Regions from separate parts of the Mus musculus genome. Here region 2 is linked to region 1. Evidence: chromatin contacts called from public Hi-C data. All regions are on one chromosome and are shown on one strand. The core of a region is the stretch at or near the end of the contact, and the rest is flanking DNA. Distances in the headings are between cores, read along the strand shown. Region 1 overlaps Rab4a (RAB4A, member RAS oncogene family). Region 2 holds the start of Agt (angiotensinogen (serpin peptidase inhibitor, clade A, member 8)).

Region 1 (7,925 bases), core at 2,630-5,129:
GTCAGAGAACCTTCCTTTTAACGCAGACTCACAGCTGCTCAAAGTGCTGAGAATAAGAGCTGAGGGTCGCTCACAGAGAAGTGTTGGGATGGGGGAATGAGGGCAGGGGAAAGATATAAGAGCCATGGGGCGGGGAGGAGCGCTATGAACTACACATGTCTGGACATGATGTGGCCACTGCACTCACGAGCTCACAGCACCGGTGCCATGTGGCCTGTGTAAAGCCTGCACAAAATCGAGCCCATCAGCATTCCAGCCTAGAAGGGTGAGGGGCTCATTAGGCAAGGCTGCACCGGCTGAGGAGACATTAGCAGTTAATGGCAGCTAAGGGAGGGAGAGTTGTTTAGATTCAGGGGTGTAGCCACTGGTAAGCTGCCTGTGCCATGATCCTGTAAATGACCCCACACAAATATGCAAGTGACCTTAATAAGTGACTACACAAATAAGTCCGTGATATTGGGGTGCTGGGGGGTTACTTTGAAGAGGGTCCCAGGGGGAGGTTCTAGAGGGTGGGGGTATGTTAGGAAGAGGGTCCTAGAGGGAGGGGAAGAGATAAGGAAATGGGGGAGGAGATGATCAAAATATACATGTATGAAATTTTCAAATAATAAATTTTTAAGAGGGAAGTCTTGGGGCCAGAGAGATGGCTCAGAGGTCAAGGGCACTGGCTGCTCTCCTAGAGGATCCTGGTACAATTCCCAGCAACCACGGGGCAGCTCACAACTCTCTGTAACTCCAGTTCCAGGGGACCTGATGCCCTCACGCAGACAAACATGCAGGCGATACACCAATGCACATACATTTAAAAAGGAATTTCCCCTCGGAAAGTTCTGCTTTCCCGTGAGCAAGTCCGTGCTGTGTGCCAGCGAGCCCAGCTCTCCCAGAAGCACGTGCATGCGGGTGGTTCACATGTGCTGTTAAGATGCCTGGTGTTACTCACATTTCTTTTCAATGAACTGATGAAGCAAGCAAGATTTGCCAGTTCCCGCATTTCCGATGACCAAGAATTTAAACAAGAAATCTGAAAGGCAAAGAAAAGATAAGAAATAACTTTAAAGGGAGCCACGAATGCATTCGTAAACTATGGTGAAGTGGCAGTTGCTGATATGATAAAAGAGGTAACTGAGTCTTCTGTGGAGACGCCCGTTGCCTTTCCTTATTTACCGGTTTCACGTCCCTGTGCTTCTGATAAGCTCAGAGCTCCTTCAAACAGTTCCTTTGATAACTTCTTCATGAATGTGATGTTTAAAAATTAACTGTGACAATGAATAAAACTGGTCCCTGCTAGCCACTACGAACACGCATTCTCAGCTGCAAGCATAATCAGCCTAGAGATGGAAGCCTGCTTCTTCCCTCTCTACACGTTTACGTGTGAGTTCTCGGACGCGTGGCTGAGTGTCACTTCATCCCTTGGCTGTGGTTCCTGGAAAGCAGCTGAGGTCAAGTTCAGGCTGCATGCCCACTACTCAATACAGACAGGGTCATTTAGTGGTCTGCCTAAATGTCTGTGCACCACGTGTGTGCAGTACCTGCAGAAGTCAGAAGAGGGCACCAGATCCCTCTGGAGCTGGCGTTACAGATGGTTGTGAGCTGCTGTGTAGAAGCTGGAAATCAAACCCCAGTCCTCAGCGAGAGCAGCCAATGCTCTTACGCTCTGAGACAGTGGTTCTCAGCCTTCCTAATGCTGCAGTCCTATAGTGCGGTTCCTCCTGTTATGGGGACCCCCAACCATAAAATTATTTTCATTGCTACTTTATAACTGTGATTTTGCTACTGTTATGAAAAGTAATATAAATATTTGATGTGACCCTGTGAAAGAGTCAATGGACCCCCAGAGGGACAGAGACCCACAGGGTAAGAACCACTGCTCAGATACATCTCCAGCTCCTGAGATTTATTTTTTTATTATATATATATATGTGAGTACACTGTTGCTGTCTTCAGACACACCGGAAGAGGGCATCAGATCCCCATTACAGATGGTTGTGAGCCACCATGTGGTTGCTGGGAATTGAACTCAGGACCCCTGAAGAGCAACCAGTGTTCTTAACTGCTAAGTCATCTCTCCAGCCCCTGGGGTATTCTTTTTACAGGACTGGAATAAAAGATTTCCAAGATGGAATTTGTTAATTACATAGTTTCAGAAAGTCAGGGTTGAAAACTTTCATTGTAGCAGAGGCTGGCCTTGAACTCTTGATTCTCCTGCCTCTGTCTCCTAAGTACACCATTATAAGTGTGCCAACATCCCCAGCACTTCAACTCCTCCCTCCCCCCTCCCTCCCTCCCTCCCTCCCTCTCTCTATTCATCCATCCCCTACTCTAAGACAGGACCTCACGATGTAGACCAGGCTGGCCTCAAATTCCCAATGATCTGCCTGCCTCTACCTCCCAAGTGCTGAGATTAAAGACGTGTTAGGTAGCTTGTGGTCTGTTTTTGATACAGAATCTTGCTATATCGTTCTAGCTGGCCTGGACCTTGCTCTGTAGAGCAGGTTGGCTTCAACTCAGATATCTGCCTGTTCACATGAGACCTGGGATTAAAGGCACTTACCACCTTGTCCAAACAATTGCTATCTCTTTAGTAAGAACTCTAGTTCTGCATGGCTGGGAGCTGCACATCATTGGATCCTTGTTCCAGAAGTAACCCTAATCTGCTGCAAGCCCCTCCCTGCCCAGAACTGCTCTGTATTCCTCTCTCCAGAGCACATCCTCTTCCAAATGGGACCACGTACTGATGACCCTAGCCATGCCTGCTCTCCTGCATTCAGCTGAGACAGCTGCTAGTTTTTGACATGGCCCTGCCACCAGTTTCTAGAACTATAACCATCACTCAGAGATTACGTCTATTTGGTCTCCAATGATGTCCAAATGGTTGCAGAAAACCATGGGATAGTTCATTAGAACAATTTTAGCCTCTCACCATATGTTTTTAAAGCATGACATGGAGATTTCGCTCTTCTTTCTACCCGAGTGCTTTTCTCTTAATAATTATGTATAAAATGTATATTAAAGTATCTTTTAACAGACTTTAATTCTGCTTCAAAAACAAGTTATAGTAAGGGCTGGAGAAGTGACTTATTGGTTAAGAGCACTGGCTGTGTTTGCAGAGGACCAAGGTTTGTTTTCCAGCATGCACATGGCAGTTTACAACCATCCGTAACTCCAGTTCCAAGGGATCCAGCATCCTCATCTGGCCTCCGAGGCATCAGGTGTACAGACAGTGTGCACTTACATATACACAGGCAAGACACACATATAAGATGAAAATAACTAAGCTTAGTGTATCTATACAATGTGTCCACATGGTGTGTCTATACAATGTGTTCATGCAGTGTGTCCATATGATGAGTCTATGAAATGTGTCCATACAATGGAATGGAACTTTGCCTTAAGAAGGAACATGTTTCTAACTTGCTATACCAGATGACCTTTAGGACATAAGTGACATAAACCAGTCATACAATGACAAATACTGATGATTCTATTTACGTGAGGCCCTTACAGTAGATGGAAAGTGGAGTGAGGGTTTCCAGGGCCTGGCTGGGATAGAAATGAGAACTTCATTTCATGGCATGAGCATCAGTTTGGAAACATGAGAGTTCTAGAGATGTGCGGTGGTCACCTCTGTATTAAGAAGTGTGAGTGTACTTTAACACCACTGAAATGTATATACAAAATTTCAGTCTTTATAGTATACATATGAAATATGTGATGTGTACGTACGAATGCAGATATACTTGTGCCATGACACACATTGTGGAGGTCAAAGGACAGTCTTGGGTGCTGGCTCTTGCATTTTATTTTGTTTGAGACAGGGTTGGTTTTTATCTAACGCAGCATGTGTCAGGCCAGCTGGCTTGAGAACTAGTGATTCTCCCTCCTATCTTCACCTCCCATCTCCATGTAGGAACACCAGGATCCAGACGTGTGTTACACTACTACACTCAGCTTTTACGTGAGCTTGGAGGAATCGCACTTGGGTTCTCCTGGAGGCAGGGGTGGAGAGGAGGGAGAGAGAGAAAGAGAGGAAGGAGAGAGTGTGTGTATTCCTATCCACAGGGGAAAAAAACAAAACAAGGAAAACCAAGCCTAATCATTCTCACCAAACAGCATTTTCACCCCAAGAAACTGAAGATGAGGTGGTTACGATCGCCAGGCTAAGGGAACTGGGATGCCTCGTCTTTGTTCAGCATTCTCCTCTCTTAGGAAATAAAGTTATATAAGATGTAAAGAGAACATTAAAAAAAAAAAAGAATCAAATGTTGGGTGTCTTGTTGCCTTGAGTGTGGTGGGAGAAGGCACAGAGGCTGGCGACATTCAGGCAGAGTTACTGTGACACTGAAGACTCCAGCACACAATCCCCGACTCTGGACCTTGGACTCACGTAGCTGAGCATGGACTTTGGTTCAGATTTGCTGAACTATCCTCCATAAACTACCGTCTGTACCAGACTGTACCATTGCCACGCCGGGCCAGAGGGGGACACATTAGTGTGCCGTGATGGAGAAAGGACGGGAAAGATACATGATCTCAATGCAAGAACACGGAAGCTCAGAAAGCTAAGAGATTATAAACAGAAAGCATTTTGTCTGAAATCACTTTGGCCAAATATCCAAGAATGGTAAGAGTGTTTAGGAAGCCAGGAGTAACGGTGCCTTGCTGGAACAGTGCAGGTGCAGCCTGGGGTGGGGCTGGGGTCTGGAGTACCCAGACAACTGGGAAACCCACTCGCTCCTCTCAGGAGGATGGGAACTGTCCCCTTGGAAAATGAATTATGAGCCAATACTGTAATTACTCTAGATAGTAAAGCCTGAGTCAGGAAGTCAACAATAAAAACCCCGAAAGCAATGCAGACTGCTTCGGAAGGACGACACCTTTACTAGAGACGCAGAGGTTCCCCCACCCCGACACACACACAGCCCTCTGAGATAAGTTTGCAACCAAAAACTACAAAACTCCTCCTGAGGACATTATGATAAGAGACATAAGCCAAACAATGATCCCGTTTGTGTGAAGTTCTTGGCGTTCACACACAGAGAACAGGGACACTGGGGTGGGGATGTACCTCAGTGCCTCACTGTTGTGCAGACCCCGCCTTCAGGCCCTGCCAAAGAGCAGCCTGGTAAGGGGCCATCAGGATGGCAAATAACATGAAGACACAGTGAAAAATGAAGGAACAGGAGGCTTGAGAGAACGGGTCGAATAGTCTAGATGGCCTGGGAAGAAAAATGATAACCACTGAACATAAGTTCTCTCAGAGCCTGGTGCTCCAGGCTTTTCACCCAGCTACTTGAGAGGATGAGGCAAGAGAATCACAAGTTCAAATCCAGCCTGGACAACTTTGTTTCATAATTAAAAACTGAGAGAAGAGGGCTGGGCATGTATCGTGGACTAGGTGGTAGCACATGCCTGCCATGTACAGGGGCCTGGAAAAACAACAATAAAATCAGTACTCAAGGCAGATCGAGGAACAGATGACAGGGAAGGGAGAATGAGTGGAGTGGAAACTGTAGGAAACTTACCAGCAGGCAACAAAGCGAGACACACACACACACACACACACACACACACACACCCTCATCACACCAAACCACCACCAACAAAACAAACACACAAGGGGACCCTGAAAGGTGAGGTGGACAAAGGGAAACCAAACATCTGTGAGAGAAAGTTAACACCAAAAGGCACAGTGACTGAGGTCTTTAGAACACTAACGTTAAAGGAATCAGCTGAGTATGATAATTCACAACTGGGCTCTCAGTACTTGGGAGGCAGAGGCAAGAGGGTCACTAAGAGTCCAAGGCTAGCCTGGGCTACAGTGTAAGACCCTGCTTCAAAACAAGGTGGCTCAGCAGAGAAAGGTGCTTCCTGTCTAAGCCTGATGGCCCAAGTCTAATCCTCGGAGTCCAGGTAAAGGTGCAAATACGGAAACACGTTATATGCCCTCCCCCCATGCATATACATGCATATACACATATACATGCATATACACACAGTGATGATAAACAGCAGCAACAACCAAAGAAATTGTCAGGATGAACATAACCTTGAACCATGGAGGGGAGTTGCTGCATGCATACCCGAGTACAAGGTGGACAGAGGGTGTGGTGCGGTCAGCAGGAAGGAAGACTCCCTCAGGGACATGGGGAGATCCTAGCTGCGAGGGCAGAGCCATGGCTGCAGCAGCTACTTACCCCAGTGTCCCTCTTCCTTCAAAAGTCACAAGTTTTTGGAGTCTGATAACATAGTTATGAGCAAGTACAACAGGCCTTCCTTCTTCTGGGCTCTAAACTACACATGGAGGCTTTAGGAAAATGGCAACTCGTGGGCTAGAGAGACGGCTCAGTGGTTAAGAGCACTGACTGTTCTTCCAGAGGTTCTGAGTTCAATTCCCAGCAACCACATGGTGGCTCACAACCACCTGAAATGAGATCTCATGCCCTCTTCTGATGTGTCTGAAGACAACTACAGTGTACTTATGTATAATAATAAATAAATCTTTGGGCTGACAAGAGCAAGCAGGGGATTAACCGGAATGAGCAGAGGTCCTAAAAATTTGATTCCCAACAACCATATGAAGGCTCACAACCATCTGTTCAGCTACAGTGTACTCATATACATAAAATAAATAAATCTTTAAAAAAAAGAAAGGAAAAGGGCAACTCTTCCTGATGTGATTGTAGAAATCCTACTAGAATGACTTAATGAGAAGCGGGGACGTTCAGGTGACTTAGTGAGAAGTGGGGATGTTCAGGAGATACAAAATGGTGCCTGGAGAGACGGCTGAGGGTTAAGAACACTTGCTCCTTCTGCAGAGGACCAGTGTTCAGTTCCTGGAACTCCTAAGGCCGGTAACAACCTTCTGGGGAATCCGATGCCCTCTTCTGGCCTCCAAAGGCACTGCACACATGTGCCACACAGCTGAATCCACAGGCAAGGGACATTAAGAGCAGGGGAAGGTAGGCAGATACACAGGAAAGCAAGGAAGGGGTCTACCGTTCACTTATCTAGTAAAATAATAACACCGTGCATCGGATGACGCTGTACATCTGACAATGACACTACACAGCGTATGACAGTGACACCGAGTACCACGATGCTGTGCCCGAGCAATCACCAAGAAGCTGTAAAGAGAACGGGATGGGACAGCCATCAGCACTCAGAGGTGGATGCAGCAAAATCAGGAATTTAAGGTCGCTTCAGCTATTTAAGGCTTTAGAAGCTAACCAGGGATCTGTGAGACCCTACCAACAACAACAATACATGAAACAACCTTCCCCCACCCACCCACCCACCCACCCACCCACCTACCGGCCAATCAACAGAAAGGAGGCAGAGAGCAGAGGGGTATGTTTGCTAATGTGGCAAGGGGTTGTGGAAGGAACAGCACAGGGGTTCTGAGATGAAGAATTTTATAGTTTATGAATATTTATTACATGGCTGGAGAGAAGAGAGAGCGAGTGAGAGAGAGAGAGAGAGAGAGACAGAGAGAGAGAGCTCTGTCCCCTCCCAAATCATGTCATGGTGGGATAAATTTCCATTCTCGGGGTATTTCCTTCCAGGATCCTCTTGAAAAATCCCACGGCTCTTACACTCACAGGTAATGCTGGTTTCTTCAGGGAGGAATTAGCTCGAAGGCAGGGAAGAGTCTGTATCCCAAAATAGGAATGCTAAAATGGGGCCTTGTGCTAAGCGTGCTTTTAACTTTCCATATGATAAATGTCAGATGGATGATGGGAAAGCTACCAAGCAATCAGCAGCCATGCGTAGACACAGCCACCCTTCCACGGAGCAGAAAAAGTCACAGCAGCCAGAGGACATGATACTCAGTGCCCCATCTCCTCCCCAGACCTCAGCAGACCCACAGCAGGACCATGAACCAAGGCACGGAACGGTCTGCAGTCGGGGCCGAGTAGAAATGACGG
Region 2 (7,925 bases), core at 3,012-5,511, 750 kb before region 1:
CGATCACGCCACATAGTGGGGACCGAAAACATCCCACTGTGTGAGGCACTGAGCCTCTGCATTCGGGGGACAGACGTGAGCTCAATGTGTTGGACCAGGGCTCAGGAGACAGGCGTTGTGACTACAGGGAGGAGGAGGGTTGCCTGCATGGGGTTGCGCACTAACTGGGAAGGCAGCCTCAGAAAAACAGCTCTCTGGGAGGGCTTGGACAGAAGTTTGAACAGAAGAAAAAACTCATTTCCGGTAGAGGTAGAAAGGGCTGAACTCAGGAGTCATGAGAGCATCTGACCACCAGGGGGCACTGTTGGAACTAGACCTGAGATCAAGCCCTGCTCCCGAGCTGGAAACTTCCACAGCAGCAGTAAGTCTCTGCTCACCAAGGAACCAGAGGCAGGAGCTTGGCTGCTAAGATCTCAGACAGGAAGGAGCCCGTAGCTCGGTGGCTTCATCCAGAGCCAGGGCAAGCTTCTGGCCCTCCTGCTGGAGGGCTTGGTGCCTTGGGGGAGATGACTCTCACAGAAGTGTGGCCCCCAACTCCCTCTCTCTGTGTCTCCAGAGATGGCCCAGGACCCTAACAAACATTTCTGGTTCCTACAACTGTTTAAGCCTGCTTAGTCCTTGAAGAGATTTTTGGATGCCTACAGGAGAAAGGTCCCATCATGACAGACTGCACGCAGTCAGCCCCTCATGAAAAGAGAAGTGGGCTCCTCTCCCATCTTCAATAGAAATTTTATCTAGTACCTATCTTGACCTGACAGCATTCACTAGGGGTTAATGTCGCTGCCTGGAGGTGGCAGAGGGTGAGAGGACGCTCTGGTCCCCAGGCTCTGGCTTGGGTGACTTTGGATGAAAGCAGAGGTGTCAAAGGGCACAGTGGGAGGGAGGGTCCCTCAGGTCACCTTTGCTCTTTAAAACAAAACAAAACAAAACAAAACAAAACAAAAACCTAAGAATTTACTTGGTGTGTGTGTGTGCATGTGTGGGTGGGGCGCATGTGTGTGTGTATGTGCAAGTGTGTGTGTGTATGCATGCATTGTGGAGGTATATATGTGTTGGGGTGGCATGTGTGTAGGTACATGTATGTGGGGGGTGCATGTGTGTGTGTGTGTGCAGGTGCATGTGGGGGGGTGCATGTGTGCCTAGAGATGCGTGTGTGTGCAAGTGTGTGTGTGTATGCATGCATTGTGGAGGTATATGTGTGTTGGGGTGGCATGTGTGTAGGTACATGTATGTGGGGGGTACATGTGTGTGTGTAGGTGCATGTGTATGAGGAAGTGCACACATGTTGGAGGGGGAGATGTTGGGGGGCTGCATGTGCACACTAGGGGTCAGAAGTTCAGAAATAAACCATTGCAGTTAAGGAGCCCCAGCAAACAGTTTCCTGGCAGTCCTCCAGTGATGGCCTTTGCCCTCTCCTCCTCCCCCTCCTCCTCCCCCTCCTCCTCCCCCTCCTCCTCCCCCTCCTCCTCCCCCTCTTCCTCCCCCTCCTCCTCCCCCTCCCCTTCCTCCTCCTCCCCCTCCTCCTCCCCCTCCCCTTCCTCCTCCTCCCCCTCCCCTTCCTCCTCCTCCTCCTTCTTCTTGTTTACAGAGTTATACTCTGTGGCCCAGGCTGGCCTTGAACTTGAGGTGGCTCCTGGCTCTCTCTCCCTAGGACTGAAGTTGCAGCCTGCTCCATGCCCTGTATCCACTCTGCCTCGCCCCCTCTCTTTCTTGGCTGCAGCAAAACAAGTCAAAGACCCTCTGTTCACAGATATTTCTGAAGCCTAGAGAGTATTTTGTTTATTAAAGCCATATGTGAATACTTCTGAGATGCTAGTGGAAAGACACTACTATTTGTGTTTCCAAATTTCTTTGCTATGTTTTCCATAGAAGGACTGACCATTGAGTAAATATTATTTCTAGAGCACAGCTTTCGCAAGAGACAGCCTGCCAGACCCACAGGACAGCTCTTTGACCATTGCTTGGAGCTCTGCTGGCAAGAGGGTGATGACATTTTTCCATAGGAAGGGCCATGGTTTATCTAAACTCACACTGGGGCAGAAGCACCCTTCCGTAGATTTTCCTAGTACCTGTGCCAAGGCACACATGGAGTTTGGACCAGCAGCCTGTGCTGTATCTGTGGCTGCGCGAATGCTAATGAGCTAGAGTGGAGAAAGGGTTAGGAAACCAATTTCTGTCTGCTCTGCGGCCTCATTCGGCTCTGACGGAAACAGTATTTTGTGTGTCAAAAGACCCACAAGGCACCCTGAGGACATCCCCAGCATCTGTCACTTTGAATATGGGACTCAGTTTGAATGTTATGTGGCTGTCAAGGGATTTTTATTGACAAATAGTTTCTGGAATAGACTCCATTAAGAGTAGCTCAGTGGGTAGAACACTTCCTGGCATGGCCGAAGCCCTGTGTTCACTCTCAATAAACCAGGCATGGTGTGGGGCAGGTGGCTGGCAGCTCTGAGGGGGCTACTGGGGAACACAAGACAAAGGATAATCCTACTTGTGGATGGATGCAAGGCTAAGGGAAATTCCTGGTCATAAAGAGGTTGGGAAGACACCGTGGAGGAATGGGAAAGACTTAGTGTGAGCTAGCACATGCTTGTGTGGCGAGGGAAGCCAGCCATGGAGACCCTAGGATGCAGACGGAGGAAGCTCTGCATCTCTCTCACACTCTTTCCTAGATAGTGAAGGAACAGGGGGCCGTGGGGGGGGGACTTCAGGCCAGTCAGTTAACCCCCTCAGAGCAGGCGGAGTCTATACAGCCAGCCTGGCCCAAGAGCCCTGTTGTCTGACTTGCCGCTGCAGGGGTACTTGCTCCAGGTGGAGTAACTGAGCCTGTTCTCCGTGTGGACTGGGATGGACTGATGACCAGCCAGTAAAGACTGCCACAGAGGAGGCTTGTGCTCAGACAGCCTTAGTAGCAAGGGTTAACCACGCTCAGTAGCCTTCATCTACTGGACATCTCACAGAGGACAAAAAAGATGTTCAGTGAGCTGAAGAATCCAGTCTTCTGGTCTCAGAGCCCGAGAGGAAAGATCTTTCTATCACTATATTCATGAGCTCTACTCTTGTGTCCTCAGCACAGGGCTCCCTGCTGAACCCCAAAGCTACTAAGGCATCCACACACTCCTCGGGGAAATCTGTGCACCACTGGCCTTTCCTAAGCTCTTACTCCCTGCATACCCCTTGGGCTGCTGGCATCCTCTTCCTTAATCCCGAGTGCAGACCGTCACTCTACAGCCCTGCCTCCTACAGCTGGTCTCCCACTGAGATCTCTGGTAGTTATTTTATGTCTGTGCCCAGAGAAGGTTGCTCTTCAGAGCCCATCTCAAACACCATCAAGTCCTGCATGGTGCATCTGTCTTCTAAGCCAGCGACTGCTCTGCCCACTCTCTCTTTCCACCTCTACTCTCCCATGCCACTTTTAGGTGAAGGCAGGTTGTGCCTGTGTCCACATGGCCAAGAGATTGCTTGAAGTTGTGGATGCGATGCAAGCTAGTCGCCACCCATGGTAGCCTGCAGGTGGGACTGTCTGCCAGGCCTACTCCTGCTGTCTTCTCAGATCCCACCCTTCCCTGGTGTCCACCAGTCTCATCCCTTAAACTTTCACAACCATTCTCCACCCTCAAGGGAGGCGCTCCAAAACCTCCAACCTCCAAAACTGCTGCTTTCCGTCCATGAGCCCAGAACATTTTGTTTCAATATGGCTCTACCACAGTCAGAATTTCCCAGCCTAATCAGGTGTGCTAGAAGTTCCGGAAGGCGCTTCCTACTGGTGATGTGTGTCCTCAGCCCACTGGAAGCCCCTGTACAGAACAGGCAACTAACGTAACTACAAATGTCCAAGGTCGTCCACCCTGAGAGCAGCTGGTGACGTGAGGTTCAGCTCCTGCAAGTGAGCCCCCTTCCTGGCATGCCCAGAGAGGCTTACGAGTGCATCACGAGGGGGCTTTCATCCCAAGGTCTGCATGGCTGGCTTCAGGTTGTCACAACCCACTCAATCCTGTGACTGTGGTCCTGGCTCCAGGGAACTGGGGTAAATGTGTAACCCAAGGCCAGCCTATTTTTGCATGAGGCTCATCTGCCAGTAGGGCTTCCTGGAAGGGGCCCAGAGGAACATCACCCTGGCCCTGATCCATCTTGGTCAAGCCTGGATTCTCATGGTTCCCTGATCTGGGTCCTCCCCCAGCCTCTGTACAGAGTAGCCCAGGAATAGATCCATCTCCACCCCTTGAGTATAAATAAGCCTGCTTGGCTCACCAGGGGATAGCTGTGCTTGTCTAGGTTGGCGCTGAAGGTAAGCAGAGCACTCTTGTCTTGGTTCTTTCATGGGATCTGGCCAGGCAGGAGCTGAGCTGTGGGTGGGAAGAGGAGGCCGGGACTGGGCAGAGACACTGGGAAGGGCTGGATGGCATTTTTTCTGGAGTGAGAAGTCTGTGGTAGCAGGCGCTTCAGGAGATGTGAGCACTGACTGCTTCTCCTATTCCGAAAGGCTAGATGTCCAGGTAAACTGTCCCCTGTGGGTCACCAAACTGGGCTCACTGGGAACTGATGGTCTTTCATTAGGGGATGGCCAGGTCCTTTTGCCTCCTGTGAGTCCAGATGGGTCCTCAAAAGCAGAGAGACTCTCACAGGGTCAGCACTAGGGTGGCCAAGTCCCCTGGACCTCCTCCAGCCTGAAGGGAGAACAAGGCTTCATTGTTCAGACTGCAAGAAGCAGGAAGGGACAAGTCACGTGACATCTCTATCCAGGCTCAATGCTGTGGTCTGTGTCTTGTGGCTCCTCACCATGTCCTGTAGGGCCTCAACTTACCCCTCTGTGAACAGGCTTCATCACAGTTCTGAGGTTCTCTAGGGCTGGGGATAAGTTAGGAGCATCCAGTAACATGGAAGTACTTTGAAAAGTTAGCTCCTTCTTTATTCTTAGTGTGGTGTGTGTGTGTGTGCCGTGTTGTGTATGTGCATATTATTTATTTATTTACTTCTGGTTTCTGAGACAGGGTTTCTCTGTTGTAGTCTTTGCTGTCCTAGAACTCACTCTGTAAAGCGTGCAGGCCTCAGATTCAGAGATATGTCTGCCCCTTTTTTTTTTTTTTTTTTTGGAAGACAGGGTCTTACTGTGTAGCTCTGGTTGTCCTAGAACTCACTAAATTCTGTCTGCCTCAACCTCTTGATTGTATCACCATACCCAGCCCAAGGTATATATGTATTTATGTGAATGTGACATATGTGTGTATGACGTGTGTATTTATGTACATATGTATGTATGTATGTATGTATGTATGTATGTATGTATGTATGTATGTGTATATATGAAGTGTAGGGGAGGAGCATGGAGACATAGGAGCCATGAACACAGATAGAGACTAGAGGAGGATACCAGGTGTCCTGCCAGCTACTGTCCTCCTTAGTCCCTTGAGACAGGGTCCCTTCCTGAAGCTGGGGCTAGACTGGCAGCCAGGAAGCCCTGGAGATCATCCTGTCTCCTCGCTCCACCTCTCTGGAGTTAGGGGAGTATGTGGTTGTGACTGGTCTTTCACAAGGGGTCAGGGGACGAGAACCCGGATTTTCATATTTATGCAACAACGTGTTCTTGCGTGCTGAACCTGCCCTAGGCTCCTCAGTTCCTTATTTCTTTTAAGAGGCAATATGTGTCATGTCTAGATGCCACTCATGGATTCAAGTGTTAGGGCTGAGTCCCAGCTGTGTGACCTGGTGCAGGTCACAAGACTTGTCTGTTCCTGTACAAATGGCACTGATGATTCTACAGCTATCCCTGGATGACCTTAGGAAGGTGGGCTAACCTGTGGCACTCAGGTACCTGTGGGAGGCAGACCAGTGGGGCACATAGTAAATACATCGATACAGGATATAGGGTGCTTCTGGTGGCTATGAGGTACAGAGGAGGTGAGAGAGAGGTGTGGGGAGCCTGAGGTAGACTTTGAGTGGTGAAGATGAACTATTGACAGAAGACAGCACTGGAATGCACCCTGATAATGACAGGACAGGCAACATAGCCCTGAGAAGCCACAAGACAGGGACACAGAGAGGCAGCTGGTGGGGAGGGAATAGAAGTGTGTGTGTGGGGGTGAGATCTCCTATGTCCTCAAGATTTGCTGCAATCACACTTAGGGTGAACTTGACTGACAGCAGCTTACAGCTAAGAACAAACAGTCACTTGTGCCTAAGGACAGTAGTGACGCGTTTCCTGGGACAGCAGCCATGGCACTACCTTCTGGACAGAGGCCGTTCATAGGAACAGCAGTCTAGGAAACATTGTGTTCACCCCCACAGCTCATCCAGTGGCCTGGGCACCTGAGGCAGGTCCTGACCCTACTGTGTTGGATTATAAAGCAAGGAAAGGCCAGTGAGTACAGGCAGAGCTCTCTACTCTGCTTTCCCAAACCTCTAAACTTTCTTTAAGAATGATGGGTGAAGCCAGATGTGTGTGTCAAAAGGATGAAGCACTAGACAGTCAGAAGCCAAAGGTTCTCAGACCAGTGGGATGACCAGAGCAGAGCAAAGAGCACCTTGTCTGTCTGTGGAGGATATTCTATGTGCAGCCTCGGCAAGCACGGGAATATGGGAGTCCAGGGTGACCTTGGAGCTTTGCAACTCCATAGTGACATTCTGAGATCATTAACTTATGAAGAGAAAGGTTTGTCTTGGCTCATGGTACTGGAATTGCAGGTCAAATTCAGGTAGACTGTTGCTCGGGACTTCTGGGGTGTTGGCTGACAATGGCAATGACATCTGGTAAAACGAGCTGCTTCCAATGTAGCTAGGAAGCAAAAGCAACGAAGAAGGAAAGACACAGGTCCTGCGACCCCTCTTAATGGCATGCCCCCAGTGGCCTTGGGCCCCCACTAGGACCTACACCTTAAATGTCTGCAGCACCTTCAACAGAACAATACGGACATTAAGATCCTCACCTAGGGACCTTGCAGGTGGTTTGGTGGAGGGTTGTACATGGAAAGGTGAAGCAGCAGAAAGGAAGGGTCAAGGTGACCTCAGTCAGGGTTGAGGTGCCAAGGCTCACAGTGGTGGCCACAGTGAGGTAAGGGGTTGGAAGCCACATGCCAGGCTGGTTCCTATAGAAGCAAGCGCACATGGTCTGCTTGGTCAGAACTGAAGGATGGATAGAACTCACCTTCCCACACTAGGACCAGAGGAATAAGAGGTAGGCTTTGCAGAGTCAGCTCAGGAGCCTTCCTCTGGGATCCAAGGCTAAGTCTATGTACTGTGGGTGGTATCTGAGGCTGGGAAAGGCTATCCAGCTCAATGGACCACCCCATCCCCTGGTCCATGACTGGCCAGAGCCCCAAGCCCTTCCTGTACCTCATAGCCATCTGGGTGAATCAATTCCTTGCCTTACCATAGACCACTGAAACCAACCGTGGGTGAGCAGGCTGGGCAGATGAACCAATTATAGAGTCTTCTTTAGCTGCTGTGTGGGATCCAGCCTGCCTGGAGCATATCTGAAGGACCTGGGCTTGGGCAAGGCCTTTGGCTCTCAATTATGGCTGCAGGCTAGGATCTCATGGACACTAAAATCAACCCTAGGGCACACCCACGTGGGTACAAAGGCTCCACAAAACCCAGTGGGCCATCCACATGTCCTCCAGGAATAAACTCTTAGCCTTTGTCACTTGTATGCCTGGTTCTACCAGGACTGTGCCACAGCCTAGTATGATAGATAACAAGAGAACCTCCAGAAACCCAAAGCAAGGCATGGTCAGAGCCAAGTTCTCCTGGGGCCTCTCTCTGCCTTTGTCTTGCAAATTCCCTCCTCTCCCTGTGACTCTAATAGATTTCTCTTCCTGTACCCTGATATCCTCGTGTGTGTGTGTGTGTGTGTGTGTGTGTGTGTGTGTGTGTGTGTGTGCGCATATGTGTGTTCTCATGTGTATAGTGACTGGATGACAACCTTT

Evidence for each region. Hi-C and Micro-C count contacts between places; a contact is called where the count stands out from the background.
Region 2: a contact with region 1 is called in a Hi-C map of liver, with 1.9 times the contacts expected there. The contact joins the promoter of Agt here to the enhancer-like site in region 1. A contact is called at or near these places in 3 of 39 promoter capture datasets (HPC-7-derived erythroid cells and liver), 1 of 484 Hi-C or Micro-C datasets (liver) and 1 of 9 other capture datasets (liver).

What each region holds. Positions count from the first base shown.
Region 1 is chr8:123,816,910-123,824,834 of GRCm38.p6, reverse strand. It overlaps Rab4a (RAB4A, member RAS oncogene family), which reads right to left. Exons shown (of 8, transcript NM_009003.3): 2 at 941-1,021. Among named protein-coding and RNA genes, the nearest start is that of Gm51601, 13 kb to the left of the region's middle. Within about 2 kb of position 3,879, at least 20 of the 459 cell types and tissues checked have an H3K27ac peak or open chromatin away from gene starts, as enhancers often do. A contact at or near this core is called in liver, where this site is marked.
Region 2 is chr8:124,566,042-124,573,966 of GRCm38.p6, reverse strand. It overlaps Agt (angiotensinogen (serpin peptidase inhibitor, clade A, member 8)), which reads left to right and starts at 4,261. Exons shown (of 5, transcript NM_007428.4): 1 at 4,261-4,291.